Linked DNA regions of Mus musculus: all the other regions are linked to region 3. The links are chromatin contacts, called in public HiChIP or PLAC-seq and Micro-C maps. All regions are on one chromosome and are shown on one strand. The core of a region is the stretch at or near the end of the contact, and the rest is flanking DNA. Distances in the headings are between cores, read along the strand shown.

Region 1 (3,961 bases), core at 245-2,744, 44 kb before region 3:
TTCTATGAACAGTCTTTAAATATACCAAAGGTGGGTCAGCTGAGTACAGTCATATTAATGTAATGTTAATACATGTATGAAGAGCTGTGATGAGAAACATCTTTTTAAAATGTTTTCCCAATACACGGTGCTTGGGGATTTTAAGATCAAAATTTGGAGATTCTTCGGTAAAATGACCTCAGCACTATCACGTTGGGAGGGCCCTTTCCCTTTCTGGAGATGCTTATCTAGCATCCTGTAAGCCCTCAGCAGCAACTGCGCCTGATTTTAAAGACTACTGCAAAAGGCTAGCTAGCTAACGCCATTCAAAAGCTGTCAATCTTCAGACTTAAAAAAAAAAAAGGGCAAAACAAAACCTGTAGAAATTCACGCGCGCGCGCGAACACACACACACACACACACACACACACACACACACACACACACACTATTTGTGCTAAAGGAGGGCACACTGCCTCCTTATCCAAAGGTGTAAGGTTATACTTTAAAACAAACTTCTAAGACTCAGCATTCTTCTGTACACAGCTCTAGGTATTAGGTCAACTTGAAAAGGGAACTAAAACAGAACAGTTTCTAAGGAGGCGAAGACACGCTTAGTATGTGAGGACCTTCCGACCTGGTAACCGGACTGGTCTTCCCAGGGCCCTTTCCCTATGCCTGAGACGTCCCACCCAAGACCCTTCCCCACTCCTACACAGAGCCTGCTTGCTTTTTTTCATGGGAGAGGGAAGGAGAGAATGAAATTCCTAGTTGCTGTTAGGTTTTTTTAAATGAATGACCCTCTTTCGCTGTGACTTAAAATCCTGCTTTGTGGACAACTATAAACTGACACTTTTACGTTAACAGTTAAGGAAAGATGCTCAACAGTCGGGCATCCCGGAAAATCCGAGCCCTCGTTGTGTTAAAGACCTGCTTTGAGTCTTTCGTGTGAGAATTCACCTTTGCGATCTCGCGCCTTTCCCAGTAAACTCTCCGAGTTTACCGGAGAGTCATCCGATTTTCAGTTGTGCCAGTAAACCTGTGAATTTCTTCTTTGCAACTTATAAAGCTTGAAAAGCACAGATAAAAATGCCATTTGTATTTGAAAGTGCCATTGTAGAATCTAGGTTTTTCACTGTAGACATTTATTTATTTTTAGTTTACTGAATTTGAAAAAAAAAAAACTTGACACCTGCTGTGAAGTGTTCTCATTTTAGTTCGCAGACGCATTTAATTAATTGCTCTTGCGAAGCAAGAGCCTTGAGAGTTCCCGGTGGCCTGAGGTTCACCTGGGCCGCAGCAGGTGCGGCGCGATCCTCGTGCTCCGTCCCTGCGCTCCGGGTAAAGTGCGTGCCTGGGGTCGGTTCCTGGTGGACGCTGGGGGCGGCGGCGATCAGGGAGTGTTCCTCTCGGGCTCCGCCATCCGCGCTTTCAAATTAATTGCGGATCGGCTTTGCGGCCAGATGGCGGGGAAACGTCGGGACCCTTTGTGCGCCCCGAGCGCGCCAGTGAATGTCGCGCAGTCGTTGGCACCGGAAGGGTTCACACTGCGTGTGAAAGGGGACAAAGGGAGCTGGATATATCAACACTGCAGAAACCGAGTTCATTTGTCATGCAGCCCCTTTCAGCGCAGTTGTCATGCAAACTTCCTTCTTTGATCAGCAGAGGGTGGAGAGAGAGAAAGCCCGCAAAGCCGCGGGCCCGGACGAACGCCCTTGGCGGCTCCACGCCCCTTCCGGAAGGAGCCGCAGGGACCCGGCCTCCTGCACCTTGACCCGTCTAGACGCCGCACAAGGTTTTGTCTCGGTTTCCAAGGGCGCGGGGTGCTCTTTGACCCGCGCCCGGGGCGGAGGTGGTGGCACGGATCCCAGCGCGCCCCGGCAGGTCCTGGAGGGAGAGGGGCTCCCGGGACGCGCGCCAGCTGTTCCCAGAGCAAGCCGAGGCCGATGAGGGGCAACCGGGCCCTGCTGCCCCTGACAACCTCGGTGTGGACCCCGCATAGCCTCCTCGGGAAGTCCGGAAGGCGAGGGGGGCAGCGCGACGCGGGATGGGCAGAAGTGTGGCTTCCCCACAGAACTGATGCGCTCTCGACGCCCCCCTCTCCTCCCATTTTCTGTGCTTCAGCCTCTACTCAACAACTTTTAAAAATTATCTTTAAGTACAGCTTCTAGATTTCTCTGTCTCTTACTGTCCACTGTCAAGCACGTTATTTTCTCACTAGAATTTAAGCCTGCTTTAAGCTGCATAAAGAATGATGCGGCTGCGGGAAGCCGTCCCTTCACTTGTTCACTGGACCCGCGTGGGCGTGGGCGTGGGCATGGGCAAGTGTCCTGGCTGGTTCTGTTCTTCTTGTAGGTTCCCCTGGCCCAGTCCGAGGCGTTCCTCATCGACCTTTTGGATAAAGTGTGTATGCGAATGAACGATTACCAGCTGGAGGACGACCCAGTGACCAAGCAGAAGTATTTCAGGAGATATGCTCCGAGGAAGGGAGACAAAATATACAAAGAATATAAAAAGTTCTTCTTTTATTCTGATGCCTTCAGACCTTTGAAATTCGCGGTAAGCCCCCTTCTAAGAGCCTGTTGGGGTTCCCCTTGCCTTCCTGGAGCTACTCTTGAGTGGTTGATGAACAGTGCACAGTCAGGTACACTCACAGCCCTGCTGTCCTGTGCTGCCCCTCAGCTTAAGTCTTCATTGAACACTTGGTGCTTTGGCTTGTGAGACATCTCAGGGGTGGTGGCATGCTTCGGTGATCTGTGGGGAAGGTGAAGGGAGTTTTATAAAAGCAAGGTGCCTTGTGTCCCCTGTCCTGGGGACATGGACACCATTTGCACATTGCTTGTCTGGGTATTCTGCTGGTATGGAGAGCCTTTCTTGTTGCCTAAGGAAGCAGGGGTTGTGGTTTCTCAGCTGAAATCCGAATGGAGGCCAAGAGTCGTTAACAAATATATATATAGAGAGAGATAAATGTTGGAGCTGTGGCCCCAAAATCCTTTCTCCCACCCCCACAGGCTTCTCGGGAAGAGTGTTTTCCTAGGGTTAATTCAAGTTTTGTATCTCAGGCTAGGCTACACCAAGTGGGTCAAGAGCTAAAGCTAAATCAGCTAAAGCTGATTTTACAAAAAGTTAACCTCAGTCTTACTAGGGTGTGCCTTGAAAAAATACATTGCTGTAGAATCACACAGTGATGGGCAGGCCTTGTTTAAAAAAATTTATTAAGTTCACACAGTGGCCGAAATGTCAGGCCTGCTTCAGCCCCAACATGGGGCTGTAGCTGACATTTGGAGATTTCATTTTAATTAAAAAGCGAGGGCAATGATTCAGGGCTAAAAGTCCCATGGAACCCGGACACGGATGTGAGCGTGTTTGTCTTTCACAGGTTTTCAATAAACACATTATAGTGGAATTTAAATATTTTTAAATGCCATTTTAAAATCTTAGAGTCTTGCTTAATGAACTCAGAGATGGTTTACAAGTCTCCAGTGGATGGCTCTCAGTAAGTAACCTCCGAGTTCCAAAGAAGGCCACCTGGTCCTTCTTGAGAAATAACTACACACAAAATTTAACACTTTCAGACCCCATGACAACTTTGTGCTTCCTCCTGCCTGAAGTGTCAGCTTCTTTTATTTTTATTTTTTTATTTGCTCTGGAAAGCAAACCCAAGATTTGAGCTAGGTTCCTAAAGGGTCTACAAAGAAACGTCCCTTGATCAGCAAGGCAAGCACAGTGCTCTGCTGCATCTGGCAGGGGCATCTGGCAGGTGCTATGTTATAATGGCAGAGGAGCCTCCGTTGTTTCAAATTTTCAAACCACAAAGTGGATTACTATGTTCAATTGGAAGGGAACCGGTTTAAACATTTCCAGGAAATGTGGTATTTAAAATGCTGAAGCCCAGGAAAGGAAAGCTTTCTTTTACTTTCTGCTGCACTCCAGACTTTAGGAAGAGAAACAAACACAGCCAGCCATTTTCTTTCCTTCTTTC
Region 2 (3,470 bases), core at 799-3,298, 34 kb after region 3:
AAACAACACACAGGGCTGTGTCTTTCTAGATGTAGATTCAACAGCTAGAAAACTCACTTCCCATGACAGCCCAACTCATGTCTGATCATGTCTGGATGGGTGTGGAGATGCAGTGACAATAAGCAAGCAAGGACGAATGCAGAAGGGACAGGAGCAGGGGATGAGAGCAGGCTGGGCCATGGGACAGGTTTCAGGAGTCAGACAGAGTAGAAGAGTGTAAGAAGGATTCATGCGCAGGCTCTGTCTTGCTTCTCCTGTAGCCTTTCTTTGAGCACTAGGAGTCTCTTTCCCCCTGGCTTTGTTTTCCTTGGTCAATTATGCCTGAAAATATTACGTGGAAGATTCTAGAATAAATATGTAAGTGTTTTAAATTTTGTGCCATCCCACTAGAGTGAGCAAACTTTAAGCTGTTCTGCCATCCTGTACAGGACACAGTGCGTCGGCATTCAGCCTTTCCTTGCCATGTACACCCACCTGACCACATGGACTGTGTGGTCTCATCACTCTAGGGCTCAGATAAAAAGGATGCTAAGCTTTATAAAAAAAAAAAAAATAACAAAGGCAGGGCTCAGCACTGTCTGGGTGGGGCATTAGCCAGCATGGGTAAGAGGAGAGCCCTGTAGCTTCTGTTTTATTTTTGAAATAGTTCATCTGACAAGAACTGGCATAAACGTGGTAGAAATGAGCTCTCCAGTGCTCAGCAGCAGCAGCAGCAGCAGCAGCAACCTGGCTTCTGAGTAGCCAGGACACCTGTGTCTCCACTCTGAGACCATGTGGATTAGGCAAAGACACCTCTGGCTGTGGGCCAGGAACAGATGTGCTAGAACTTCTGTGGCTCAGGCACCAGAGTGGGAGCCACGAAGCATGCACTGACCACTAGCCAGCTCCATGGAGGCGGGCTTAGGAGGCAGAGGGAGATGGGCCTAAGCAGAGGAGTATGGACACACTTTTCTGCATGGACTAGACCTCTTTAGGGTCCTGGAGAATGAGCATCAAGAGGTCAGATGGCAGCAGACTCTGAGCAGACAACTTCATTCTGGTTTCAGCTCTTGCCCACTGTATCATCAGATTAGAAGTGTGCCCCAAGCCCCAGTTGCTCCTACTCTGTATTTGGCATCTTAGATCAAGATGCCACCAATCCCTTCTCTGATCAAAAACCTAGTTCTGCCTCTTTCACAGAATAGAATCCTGGCTCTACATCTATAAAACACAATCCCTGACCTTCAGCTCTGAATGCCTGCCAGCTGTCCCTCAGCCCACGCTGCTCTTTCTGATCTCATTTGTGTGTCCTTCATATATCCATGTCCCCCTTTGTCGTCCAATAGAAGGACAAATCTCATACACCCCAGGCATCTTATGCAGGTCATGCCCTGTATATACACTTGTCACGTGGTCGTGTCTTCTGCCTTATTCGCATGACCTGTGGGCTTTCCCAGGATGAAGCTATGTGCTTTGCCTCTACCTTTATATCTGCCTGTAGCAATAGACATGAGGTGTTTGCAGCACACACACAGTAGGTGCTCAGTGAACATGCTCCTATGAGTGGGGGGGGGGTCTCAAGTCCAAGTTCGATATAGAAATAGCAAGGTGAGACATCACAGGCACAATGATCCTGAGTATCCCTGCCATGGAGTGAGCGATCGATCGACCTATCAAGTGAGGCTTTAGATCGTGTGATCTGGTAGCATCTAACTCGAAATGGAAGCCTCAATGACTTAAGTATGTGGTCCAGCACCTTGTGGCTGGGGAGCAGCAAGGTTCCGACGTAGCACGGTGCACTCCACAGTGGAAGCACATTCATCTACAGACAGCTGGCTGAAGCCTCTAGTTGGTAATTCTCAGAACTACTGTTCCCCCTTATACTCCATGCTCCCTGTTTCTAAGAAAGCTTGAGCTCACATATGGGACACTCTTGACATGGGCGTGGCTACTTCCCTAGGTCTCAGAGTAAGCCAGGGTATTTTGCCTTTAGTGGTAGAGACAGGGAGAGGGAAGGAGAGTGACTGGCAGAGGTGGCACAAAGGTCAGCACCAGGTGAGGTTTCTCTCCTGGTGCTACATTTAATGTAAACATCACACCATAGTCTTTGTCAGCTGGCTATACAGAGAGCCTAGAGACAGAGTATCTGATGCAGAAGAAGCCTTTGTCAGGTGATGCCTTAAGCCTCCCCTGCCCCTGCCAGCCCTGCCACACGAGGAGGATGCCCTGTGCTGTTCTTACTGAGGATGTCTTCACAAAGGGTCTGCATTGTACCAGTGGTTGAACAAGCATGCTGCTCCAGCCACCCCTACTCAAGTGGCCCATGGTGTAGACTCTTGGGGCAGAGAGAGGGCAAGATGCAGAGCAGGAGAAGGCATTTCACTCAGCATCTCTAGCCTGGCCCTTGCATGTCCTCACTTTTGTCCTATTTAAGGAGAATACAGGATGAGGTTGAGGATAATGCAGAGAGGGAAGGTACAGAGGCTAAATCAAGATTAACAATACACAGAAGAAACTAGTGGCAGAGACTCCCACTCCAATCACAGGCTTCCTGTAACAATAGCAGACACGAGAACCCCTCCATGATGTCCAGCTGGGATCTCCCAATGCCAGAGAAGATGACCTATGTACACGCCTTAGAAAGGCTCAGGAATCTTACTGCTCAGGGCTTTAGAGTCTCCGACTTTTCCCAGTTTTCTGCCCCACCTCCATTCCTGAGAGTGCCTGTTTCTTTCTTAATAAACTGTCTCTATTTTTAATCATTATGTATGTGGCCCTGGTCCAATTCCTTGTCCCAGGACACAGGAACCTGAAAATTTCAGCAGGTACCCTCTGGCCTCAGATCCACGCCTATAACAGTTGGCAAGCCACCAGTCAGGGGTGATATTATTAAGATGACAAGACCAGATGCACGCTCCGTCTTGGTGTTTGGGCTTCGTGATAGTTCAAGTTAACCAAATTCAGGAATGTGTCAGGCACATTCATCCGTATTTGGTGGAAAATGGGAAATTGATAGTCTTCTGCATGAAGCTCCAGGACTTCTGTCTACACAGGGAAGGAAGTCCTCAGGGATTCCTTACAGAACAATCTGTAGGTTGCCTGAAGAAGATTAAACATGAGACTTCAGCTTTCTCAAAGTAAGTCAGGAAAAGTCTTGCCAAAGCCAGTGCATGAGCAATAGATGTCCCTCTCCGCCAAGGCCCTCCTAGAGGACAGACGACTCAGGGCCATGGTCCGTGTCAGGGAAAGCCTTCCTTCCTCTGATGGAACCCTGAGAGCTAAGGAAAGAGAGTTTGGAAAATTTGAGCTCACCTTAGAGGTAACAAACATAAAATAGAGTGTCTAGAAAAGCATCATGGTTTTAAAATTGAGTTTTAAATAGTTGTTTTCAGACCTGGAATCCTGTAGAACGCCTCAAGTAACATACCTGTTTCGAAGTGCTCTGCATGAGGTGTGTGCTTCCACGCCAACAGATACGTACACTCAGTATG
Region 3 (3,853 bases), core at 1,080-3,579:
GGCAGCCCAGAGCGACTCAGTCTTGCTACGAACATAAGTAAAGGACACCCATAGAACAGCTGAGGATTGGGGGTGTGCAGGGCCTCGCTCAGCTCAGTCAGATCATGGACAAATGAAACTCATTGCTAATGGCGCTTTCTAACCGCAGGCCCGCGTCTACGAGGTCTTAAAAATTATAAACGAATGGAGAAAATTTGTCCGAACCTCTTCACACCCCCCTCTGAAAGCCGCCACCTTCTCACTCTTGGTAGCATCGTAAAACACTTGAAGGTTCCTTTCTGCCTGATGGAGGCTCTGAGATCTTTGCACCTTCTCCAAGCCGCGGGCTTGCAGGATGGAACGAACTACCGGGTTCGTCAGATAAACTGGCAAAGGGTGCCCCAGTTTTCACCGCTTTCTTGTGGTTTTTCCTCTGCTCCTTCGCAGCGGTCACACTAGGCCAAGAATGGAGCAGGAGAGCACCCAGAGTTGGAATAACCAGTTCTGGGGACTATGGGCCTGAGGATGGCAGAGAGTTTACAGGGTCCAGGAAAAAGAGAGAGAGAGAGAGAGAGAGAGAGAGAGAGAGAGAGAGAGAGAGAGAGAGAGAGAGAGAGAGAGAGAGAGAGTCTGTGAGAGGCTCTGAGAGAGATGAGATGAGAGAAGAACAGAGTCCTAGGTCTGTGTGTCCTTCCAACTGCCTGGCTGCTGCTCTTTGACGCTTCGGTGAGGAGTGTGTGTGTGTGTGTGTGTGTGTGTGCAGGAGAAAATGTGATCCTTTCCCTCCGTGCAAGTTTACTAGGAAGCGCCCTCCCTAGCCCCGCGGGCCTCCCCTCAGCGGCCTGATTCCCATGGGCTCACCTGAAGAAGGCCGGTCAGAATAGCGCGTGCAGTAGACCCAAGCGGGCCAGAGCATGGGCTGCGCGCCCAGAGTGGCGCTGGCTTGAGAGCTGTCCGAGTCGGAGCTCACCGACAGGTCACCGCCGCCCAAGCCCCGGGCTTTGAGCACTCCATCCAAGGAACCCCCAGGATCGCCGGGTTTTTTGGCACCACCGTGAAGTGATAGCGTCTTGGAACCTCCTTCTCCGTCGACCGCAGGGTCGCCAGCGGCGGCGGAGAGCGTTCCTCCCGCGCTGGGTGCGCACGCTGGGTTCGGTCGGGACTCCCTGGCGCCCAGTAGCTGCTCGGCTCCGCCTGCGCCGCCGCCGCCTCCTTCGGTAGTGCCAGCGCCGCCTTCGCCTCCCCTGGCTCCGCCCGCGCCCGCACAGCAAGTCCCCGCGTCCTTTCGGCGGCCAAACTCAGGCCGCAGGATGTTATCGATGAAGAAGTTGGTGATGCGATGTGGATGCTGGTGGTTGCCTGGCGCCTGTAGGACCTCGGGCAGCATCAGAGCCCGCCGGCGGCCGGTGTCCGAGTCGCTCGGGCTGCTGCCGCCGCCAGAGCCGCCGCCGGAGCTGGGTTCCGGCTGTCTCTGCGCCTCCGCCGCCGTCTCGCTGGGCTTGGAATCCTTCTCCTCCATACTTCACAGAAAATCCCAAATCGCCTCTCCACCGGCCCACCGCCAAAGCGATCTCCGGCCGATCCGCGGCACACAGCGAGCCCCGAGCGCTCCTACGCAGCCGAGTCCTCCGAGCGTGCGAGCGGCGACAGTGGCCAGGGCTGGAGTCCTACAGGTCGCCGGGCGCGCTCGGAGCCAAGCCACGTTCGGATCCACGGAGTGCGTTAGCAAATCACCAGTCTCCCCGCCGGCAGGGACGCCGGGCGATTCAACGGAAGCGGGTCCCGGTCTTGGCGACGCACCGGACTCTAGATGGTCACCGCACCACTCCGGGGACCCGGGACGTCCGTGCAACTCCGCGCTCCTTTTGGTGGTCAGCAGCCTCGGGCTCCGGCGCCGCCGCCTCCGCCGCTGCCGCGCGCATGCAGGCAGCGCGCCGCCCGCGCTCACTGCCGCTCGGGCCCGCTCGGGCAGCCACTGCTCGGCCGTTGCCACCCGCCGGTCCCGGCCGACCCTCGAGGCTGCTGGGCGCGGGTTCTCAGCGCGCCCGCAGCCGCCAGCACGCACATGGAGGGCCGTGGGCCCGCGCTGCGCTCCGCCCGCCCCGGGGCTCCCCGCGCCAGGCCGCCGCCCCGCTGCGGGCCGGGGCGCCCCACGGGCGAGCGGCTGCGCCCCCGCTGAGCCCCGCGCAGCCCCGCGGCCCGAGCCGCATGAGTGAGGGGCGGGAGGCCGGGCCGGGCAGGGCCTCCTGCGCTCCCTCCCTCCCGGTCCGCGCGCCTTCGCTGCCTCGGCTTTCGCGCGGGCTCGGGAAAATTTCAGGCCACTTAGCGCAACCTGAGACACTTTCACTCTGGATTTTTGTTCTTATTTTTAACAGAGCCCCCTCAAGTGACGTCGCGGGCCGGTCTCCTGGACACGTGCCTCGGGCCAATGGCAGCCGCGCCGCTCATCCACGTGACGCGCCCGCGGCAGCTTGGTGACAGGAACCGCCTGCCGCCCCTCCCCCGCCGCCACCTCCCCTCCCCCCTTTAAAGTGGCCGTGCCCAGGGCTCCCGGCGCGGGAGCCTATAATCCAGCCAGATCCATCGGCGAGTCAGCGGTGCTCACTCGCACTCCTCATCTTCTCTCGGTTAGAGACGCTGAGGAAGCTTGTGAACAGTCCCACCAGGTCACTGCTACGCCTAACTGGACACGCGCCGAAAGATCGTTATTTTTTAACATTCCCATATTGTTTACGGTGTGGTGAGATCCCACAATTCCTTGCACAAAATGCATAAATAAAATTAAATGAGGTACCGAGATACAAAGGGACGTTTGTGACCCGCTTTCTTTGCTGGTGGAGGGGAAAATTGTCACTTTGGTTCCCCAGCAGCGTGCAGTCCTAATCGGCAGGCAAGAGCACAGGTACCTGCAGAATCCTACTCTCAGCATGCATGTTTGTGCCTGTGCAGGAGACGCATGCATACGGAAAGATTCCACCCGTGGACAGTGGCTCCTCGGGAACCTCAACGTAGATCTTTATCTATGCGAGAATACACTTTAGTGCACCATTTAAGAAAGGAGAAATAAAAGGATTATTTAAGAAGGGTTATAACATGATCTTCTAATTTAGAAATGAGTGATGACTGCTTAGCCAAACCTTTAACCCATCCACCCCACAAGTGATCCTGAATACAGCTGTACACACACACACACACACACACACACACAGAGAGAGAGAGAGAGAGAGAGAGAGAGAGAGAGAGAGAGAGAGAGAGACAGAGAGACAGAGAGACAGAGACAGAGACAGAGAGAGAGAGAGACAGAGACAGAGAGAGACAGAGAGAGACAGAGAGAGACAGAGAGCCAGTCAGAGACAGAGACTGAGACAGAGAGCCAGTCATCAGTACTCCCCATTTCCTATGTTGAGCCACCAGGCCACTGATCTCCTTATCTTTGTATCAAAACATTTAAGCTGATTTTGGAAGAAAGCAAGGCTAATTTGAAAGAATAGGGATGCTGTGATAGGAGGGGGAGCTCCAATTTGTTTTCCCTTGCTCTGTCTTTATTCCTTCTCTAAACTTCCCTCCAGTTGCTGACAGAATGGCTCTTTTCTACTCTCTTTCCCCAACATCTCCCAAGATCTTTTCAGTTTGCTTTTCTCTCCCCTACCAAAATTCTGGTTACTACAGGCTCCCACGTCTGTGAAAAAAAATATGGAAATGTATTAACTTTGAGAAACATCCAGAAGGGCAGCTGGGGGGCGGGCACAGGAGGGCTGCATAATAATAAAAGTCCTCAGACAGCCTAGGATCACATCAGAGGGCTTTCTGGGTGTCTGGCCCCAGGCTGCTGTTGTTCATAAGTCCTGCCTGTTGGCTACCACACTTGAAACCC

What was found. Hi-C and Micro-C count contacts between places; a contact is called where the count stands out from the background. HiChIP or PLAC-seq counts read pairs in DNA pulled down with a chosen protein or histone mark.
Region 1: an H3K4me3 HiChIP or PLAC-seq map of embryonic stem cells shows a contact between it and region 3, with 69 read pairs. The contact joins the promoter of Cnpy1 here to the promoter of En2 in region 3. A contact is called at or near these places in 7 of 39 promoter capture datasets (3T3-L1-derived adipocytes, cranial neural crest, embryonic stem cells and 4 more), 36 of 484 Hi-C or Micro-C datasets (LSK cells, the N1E-115 cell line, brain and 20 more), 16 of 115 datasets of contacts at active chromatin or transcription factors (astrocytes, craniofacial prominence, embryonic brain and 4 more) and 4 of 9 other capture datasets (adipose tissue, embryonic tail, liver and 1 more).
Region 2: a contact with region 3 is called in a Micro-C map of the AtT-20 cell line, with 1.8 times the contacts expected there. The contact joins the enhancer-like site here to the promoter of En2 in region 3. A contact is called at or near these places in 6 of 39 promoter capture datasets (cranial neural crest, embryonic stem cells, frontonasal cranial neural crest and 3 more), 1 of 15 datasets of contacts at CTCF or cohesin (stem cell-derived epiblast-like cells), 70 of 484 Hi-C or Micro-C datasets (the AtT-20 cell line, B cells, LSK cells and 37 more), 18 of 115 datasets of contacts at active chromatin or transcription factors (Th17 cells, astrocytes, bone marrow-derived macrophages and 9 more) and 5 of 9 other capture datasets (adipose tissue, embryonic tail, embryonic trunk and 2 more).

Annotation. Positions count from the first base shown.
Region 1 is chr5:28,207,701-28,211,661 of GRCm38.p6, reverse strand. It overlaps Cnpy1 (canopy FGF signaling regulator 1), which reads left to right and starts at 1,494. Exons shown (of 3, transcript NM_001310511.1): 1 at 1,494-2,538. The coding sequence starts at 2,389.
Region 2 is chr5:28,130,204-28,133,673 of GRCm38.p6, reverse strand. No RefSeq gene overlaps it. Among named protein-coding and RNA genes, the nearest start is that of Gm35223, 8.0 kb to the right of the region's middle. Within about 2 kb of position 2,048, at least 3 of the 459 cell types and tissues checked have an H3K27ac peak or open chromatin away from gene starts, as enhancers often do. A contact at or near this core is called in the AtT-20 cell line, where this site is marked.
Region 3 is chr5:28,164,172-28,168,024 of GRCm38.p6, reverse strand. En2 (engrailed 2) reads right to left here and starts at 2,329. Exons shown (of 2, transcript NM_010134.4): 1 at 841-2,329. The coding sequence starts at 1,498.